Linked DNA regions of Mus musculus: region 2 is linked to region 1. The links are chromatin contacts, called in public Hi-C maps. All regions are on one chromosome and are shown on one strand. Each heading gives the region's core, a stretch centred on a gene start, on an enhancer-like site or on the middle of the called end of the contact. The rest is flanking DNA. Distances are from core to core; before and after follow the strand shown. Region 1 holds the start of Zmat5 (zinc finger, matrin type 5). Region 2 holds the start of Mrps24 (mitochondrial ribosomal protein S24).

Evidence for each region. A called contact is a pair of places that touch in the nucleus more often than the background predicts.
Region 2: a Hi-C map of B cells shows a contact between it and region 1, with 8 read pairs. The contact joins the promoter of Mrps24 here to the promoter of Zmat5 in region 1. A contact is called at or near these places in 1 of 39 promoter capture datasets (liver), 1 of 484 Hi-C or Micro-C datasets (B cells) and 1 of 9 other capture datasets (liver).

What each region holds. Positions count from the first base shown.
Region 1 is chr11:4,702,968-4,706,230 of GRCm38.p6, forward strand. Zmat5 (zinc finger, matrin type 5) reads left to right here and starts at 1,689. Exons shown (of 6, transcript NM_026015.3): 1 at 1,689-1,754. It overlaps Uqcr10 (ubiquinol-cytochrome c reductase, complex III subunit X), which reads right to left and starts at 1,377. Exons shown (of 2, transcript NM_197979.3): 1 at 1,190-1,377. The coding sequence starts at 1,339.
Region 2 is chr11:5,706,061-5,709,323 of GRCm38.p6, forward strand. It overlaps Mrps24 (mitochondrial ribosomal protein S24), which reads right to left and starts at 1,641. Exons shown (of 4, transcript NM_026080.3): 1 at 1,564-1,641; 2 at 1,427-1,495; 3 at 1,238-1,349. The coding sequence starts at 1,602.

The DNA of each region.
Region 1 (3,263 bases), core at 439-2,938:
TAAATAAATAAATCTTAAAAAAAAAAAAAAAAAAAGATCAGAGTGGCAACACTTTCATATGGACAGGAAGCTACCCCACCAGAGGAAATACAGCAACTAGTAGACAGAGCCTGTCTGGGCAGCAGGTCAGAGAGCCCTGAGGGGGCTGGAGAGACGACTCAGTGGCTAAGGGTACTCTGGTTGCTCTTCCAGAGGACCTGCGTCCAGTTCCTAGCACAGATGATGTACATGCAGACACAACATAAGCAAATAAAATTAAAACAACAAAATTTAAAAACAAACCAAAAGAGGTAAGAAAGGAAGGAAGGCAAGAAGGAAGGCCACTCAGTGAAGGAGCTGGTCGGTGGTGGCTCAGGCCTACAATCCCAACACTCAGGTGGCAGAGGCAGGAGGGTGAGTCTAAGGCCAAGCCTTGTCTACCATCTAGCTCCGGGACAGCAATAGCTACACAGAGAAACCCTGTCTCGAGAAAAAGAAACCAGTCGATGAACATGCTGGCCATCAGTAACATACCTTCCCCAATACTCTCACAACCTTTGACATAAAACATGCACAGAGTGTGGGACAGTTAAGTCAAAGAGGGCTCGCCATTTCCTACTTTATATTCATCCCCACATTTTCCCAGGATGCTATCTTTCAGTGGTATCATTAAGTATGAACGGTAGCACCTCATCTGTATCCCAGGATCTTTGATCCACTATGACCTTTATTCAATACCACGGTTAAGTGCTTTAAGTCCAGTATTGCCAGTTAGGGCTTGAGGTTTCATAGTCTTCACGTTTAATCCAAAGAGCCTACGTGGGCGGCCTTCGGAACTGAAACATCAATTTTAAAAGGTCAGCCACATGGTCTAAGGAGACCTACTTTTAACGACTGCCTTGCTGAAATCTGCCCTTGAAACTAGCAAGGACGGCAGGGGTCGGAGTTCCAACTCACCACCGACTTAATGGAGTGGTTCAGACCCGTAAGTCCTCTGATGTCTCAGGAGTCAGGAGTTAGCTTTCGCAAATGAATATGTGGAACTGTGTGACAGGACATACCAATTAGGCCTCGCACCATGTCAAGAGAAATAGATGTATTAACGGGCACAGTTCACCCCAGACCTGGTAAGACTTGATTGAGTTCCGTCCTACCTCCCTCCCAGTCACCCTTCAGGCGGGCCCAAGGTCAGGATGGCCCAGGCCCTCACCCCCTCGTTGATGTGCTCGTAGATCGCGTCTGCGCCCTGATCGAAGGCTCGCTCGAAGAACAGGGCGCCCACTGCGATGGTGAGGGCAAAGGTGGAAGTTCTGCGGAACAGCAAGGAGTACAGGCGCGAAGGGATCGTCGGCGACGACATGTTGCCTCACTGCCGAACTCGCGCCACTGCGCTTGCGTAGAACCCAATGTCTTGCTCCAAAAGTTTCAACGCGCCCTGCTTTATGGGAATTGTAGTTTCTCTGTATCTCAGAGTCGACATTTTGAACCATTAAAGAAACTGATAATGTGCACAGGGTAACAGTTTATTACAATGTTCATATTCCACACAACCAAAATTTGATAAGACTTATTTCTCAGTTTTTCTCCTCAACCATTTCCTGCGTTTGGCTATTTTGAACTACAAGTCCCGAAAGCCCCTTAGCTTACCCATCTTCCCCAGTGCTGTCTCGCCTTCGTATTCCGCCTTCTCGGTACCTTAGGAAGGACTACAAATCCCAGCGAGCAGAGCGCAACGCGAGGACTCAAGAGGAGGAGCCCGGAACCAGGTATCTTTGGTGAGACATCCGCGTCCAAGTTTTAGGCTCTTTTCCCAATCAGAAGAGTAGGCATTTCATTCTAAGTCCGCGCTATCCGCTTTTTCTGGCATGGGGAGTGAATACAGAGGCAGGGAACCTGAGTTTCTGTGGCTGCATCTCGACTCTCTGCCTAACGTCCTTTGAACCTACTCCAGATGTAGGTTTGGGGGTGGCAAAAGTCGGGTCCTGCAGTTCTAACTCTTAAGCCACGTCTCAGGGGGGAAAGTGGCTTTGCACTTGCTTCCTGTTCTCCAGAGCGTAGGCTTTAAAGCCAAGAACCCCGGCTTCGGAGATGGGTGACCTGGTTGTAAAAGGCACCGTACTTTTCTGAGTATCCCCTCGGGGTCTTGAGATGATCCCCAGTAAAAGAAAGGTTCCCAGCTCTCCTGGAGCGCTCTGGCCGTGGTGCGTGGGCGATGGGGAAGCCCAGCACTTCTGGAAACTAATACTTTGTAAAAGAGAAAACCCAAATGCTTGGACGGATTGCTTGCTCTTTAAACCTGAGTAGCCGCTTAATGGAGGACTGAATATATTGTAGCAGGGTAAACAGGATAATGTTTCTAGAGGCAACTGCACTGCTGGGGTGCTTGAGAAAGTGTAGAGTGGCCTCTAATGAGTAGGTGGCCTGAAGTCATCTCTAGTCTGGCCTTGAATCCCGTCCTGGGTAAGGAGTCATTCTTTTCCTAATTGCACTAGGGAGTCACTGAATGGGTTTAAGCTGGAATGCTTTGAGGTCTATTTACATTTTAATGTTATCGTTCTGACTTCTTGCTAGAGCAAAAACTGAAGAGAAGAAATTGCAGAGGTAGGTAATTTAGAGTAGAGAGGTTTAGAATAATGGTCAGATTTGAGATGCATTTTGGTAGGTAGGATAGACAGAGCAAGCTAGCAGAAGTGTGCAAGAAAGGTAGAATTAAGAGGTGGGCTCGGTTGTGGGTGCCTTTAGTCTCAGCACTCCAGATGCAGGTGGGTCTCAGAGTTCAAGACCAGCCTGGTTTACAAATTCCAGGACAACCAGGGCTACACAAAGAAACCCTGTCCTGAAAAACCAAACCAAACCAAGAAACAAAAATAGGAATTAACATCTAGAGATAAATTAAGATTTGACTACAGAGACTAAATGGTTTGTGTTTGTTTGTATGGAGAAAAGGTTTTACACTTGCTCTGGCTTGCCTGGAACCAGCTACATAAATCAGCCTGACTTTTAACTCCTGGTGATCCTCCTGTCTCTGCTATCTCTGGAAGGCTAAAATTATAGACAAGCACTATCATGCCTGACCTGTAAATTGTGTGTTTATAGATTTGGTTTTGGTTATTTTAAATTATGCATATGTATGGGAGGTTAGGGGGTGACATGTGCTCCTGAATGTCGGTACCCACAGAAATCCAGAGGAGGGTATAGCATCCCCTGGAGCTGGAGCTGGAGGTTATGAGCTATCAAATGTGGGTGCTAAAAACCAAACTCAGGTCCTCTGTTAGAGTATTACA
Region 2 (3,263 bases), core at 391-2,890, 1.0 Mb after region 1:
GCACACAAAGGTGGTGACAAGAAAGAGACCCTGCTTCAAACAAGATGAAGGCAAGGACTGGCCTAAGGCGGTCATACACGGACACCTGCACTCACACGTGAGCATGCACATACAAATGTGGATAGACAATTTATTGTCCGGGAGTCAAAACTCCAGCATCACTGAAAGATAAACAGGCAGGTGACAGGTGCACACCTATACTCGCAGCACTGAGAAAAATGAGGCTGGCGTGTGAGAGTTCCAGCGCAGCCTGAGGTACACTGCCACACTCTCTTAAAGATGGTTCAGCAGGCAAGGGTGCTTGCTTGATCCCTGGGGCCCCATATGGTAGGAGAGGGCTGACTCAGACAAACTGAACACATCCATACATATACACACACAACATGCATACTGAAATGGAAATGAACAAGAAAAATACAAAATAGGAAGTAGGGGGAGAAAAAAAAAGCCTAAAAATACGGGTTCTGTGAGCCATGAAGACTGTAGCACATTCCTGCAGTTTTGTACTTGGGTGAACACCGCATTACATAGGGCACACTCTTCCAGGTCTAGGATCCTATGTAGACTTCACTACCGCATCGCCTCCGGGCTATTACACATCTGTAAATTATGGCTTGCCAAAAAAGCACTGTCAAACCTTGTTTGTAAGCATGCAAATACTGTTCTATGGAGGCTCAAATGAGACTTTAGCAAGAAATATTCAAATTCCTTTCAATATGCAAGAATTCCTTTCTTTCACCATCCTAATATGCCCATCACTCATATGTTCTGTTGTCGGTAACATGTACAGTGTGTGTGCAGGCTTGCTCCCTTGACAGACGCATGGAGAAGACCAGGGGTTAACAGCCAATGTTTTTCCTCTATCACTATTTGCTGCTCGTTTATTTTCTAGCAAAACAGCTGCTCTTCCAAGACTGGCTGGCCAGTGACCCCCAAGAACCAAATATCTCCTTCACCCTCACACCCCTTGAGCTGTGGCACCAAGTGCTCATTTAGGAGCTAGGCTGCACCCTCATGCTAGAGCGGCACAGCATTTAGCAATCTTTCCAGTCCCCTAACTAAATGTGACAGGGTCTCAGTAAGTAACCTTACCTGGCCTTAAACTCAAGATCGGCCTCCCGAGCGCGTTCGCCGTCACGCCCGGCCTCCCACCCAAAAGTTCGGCTCTTTGCCTTGAAGAGTACGTTCAAGAGTGACCCGTGCCACCAGGGTGGCAGTCCTTCCCAGGCGCCCTCACCTGTGTGCAGCGACAGCCAGCCCTTTCGGTGTGCGATGTAGTGCGGGGCGTGCGCCTCCTCGTAGCTCACCGGCTTGTTCCCCTTGGCCACGCGGACTCGCGCCGCCCGATTCTAGGAGCGAAGGTGCGGTCACGGGGAGACCCAGCCCAGCCGCCCTCGCGGCCCCCAGACCCGGCCGCCGCACTCACCTTGGCGCAGACCGCGGAGGTGTGCAGGGTGCGCCAGGCGCCAGGCAGCTCCCGGCTGCAGGCCAGCACCTGCGGAGAGGCGGGGAGTGAGCGGACACCGGATGGCGCCCCAGCCCTCCCGCCCGCGGCCCACTCACCCGCTGCCCTAGCCCGCGCACCGACGCGGACCACGCCATCTTGGGCCGGCGCGACCCGGGACGCGTCAGTGCGCAGCCGCAGGAAGGCGGGGCCTCAGAGCAGGAACTAACGGGAACACGGGCGGGGGCGGGGCGTGGCGAGGGAGAGGGCGTGGCGTGGGTCGGAGTGTGGGACGTCCTGCAATTTTCCTGATACTGTCAGCTAGTCCTTGGTCGGACCTGGTGTTGGGTTTTAAATGCGAAAATTTGGTGATATAAAACTGAGGTGTGGGGCTGGTGAGATGGCTCAGTGGGTTAGAGCACCCGACTGCTCTTCCGAAGGTCCAGAGTTCAAATCCCAGCAACCACATGGTGGCTCACAACCATCCCTAACGAGATCTGACTCCCTCTTCTGGAGTGTCTGAAGACAGCTACAATGTACTTACATATAATAAATAAATAAATCTTTAAAAAAAAAAAAAAAAAAAAAAAAAAAAAACAAAACTGAGGTGTAGCTGGACATGGTGGCGCACGCCTTTAATCCCCGCACTCGGGTGGCCGAGGCAGGTGGGTCTCTGAATTCCAGCCTAGTCCGGTCTACAAAGCGAGTTCCTGGAGAGTCTGAGTTACAGAGAGAAACCCGTTCTGGCAAAACAGAACAAACAAACAAAAGCCATGAAGTTTTTATCCTCATAGAGAGGTGGTAGAAACAGCTTCAATGTCCTCTAGAGAATTGAAGAGAAAACGCGCCGGCCCTCAGGCCCCGCTGTTCCGTGCTTGTGCTCCTACCTGAGACCGCGTACTCTCCAGGAATATCCAATATGACAGCGTCAGCCTCCTTTGGGCTGGGAATAGTCATTTGCCTTCATGCTGAGCAGATCCCAGAAAAGGGGTTGCTGGGTTGGCTCCTAATCATTTAAAGTAAAGAGGCAGTGTGTTGAGGGTCTATTTCTGCGGTGGAGCCACCCAAGGAAGAAAATTTTAAATGGCAAGGAAATTTATGAGGCTAGAGCAATGTCGTTGTAATTATTATTGAGTAATTATTAATGGCAAGGGGGGAATAGAATCGTGAAGAACTCACTCTACTAAAGAAAGCACATGGACTCTAGAGTCTGACTCTCATTATAACAAAATATTGAATGAAGGGATTTTTTGTTTTGCTTTGGTTTTTTGTTTTGGGGGACTGTTTTGTTTTGTTTGTTTTTGTTTTTGAGACAAGGGCTCTCTGTGTAACAAATTCTGGACTCAATTTATAGACCAGGCTGGCCTCAAAGTCACAAAGATCCACCTTTTCTGCCTCTGAAGTGCTGGGATGAGGGGTGTGCCACCACACCTGGCTGGGAACTCCTTCAAAGCATCCATGGGAGTGGACACTTACACTCTAATGTCAGTGCTTGGAAGGCAGAGGCAGATGGATCTTTTATCAGTTCAAGGTCTACATATGGAGCTCCAGGCTCCAAGGCTACAGAGTAAATAAACCCTGTCTCAAAATAAAAGACCATGACCAGGAACTAACTGGTCATTCTTAGAAATAAGTCAACTCCTAGACAAATGCGTACAGGTTCTCTGGATAAAATTGTCATTCTTCCCTTGTTCACGGAGAGGGCGTTGCTTTGGAAATAACCCCAGTGCTTCCTGCCTGCGGCAGGCAATACTGTTTTCAAGACAAGATCTGATGGATCCCAAACTGACCTAGAAGTGTACCACAAACTAACTTTGAA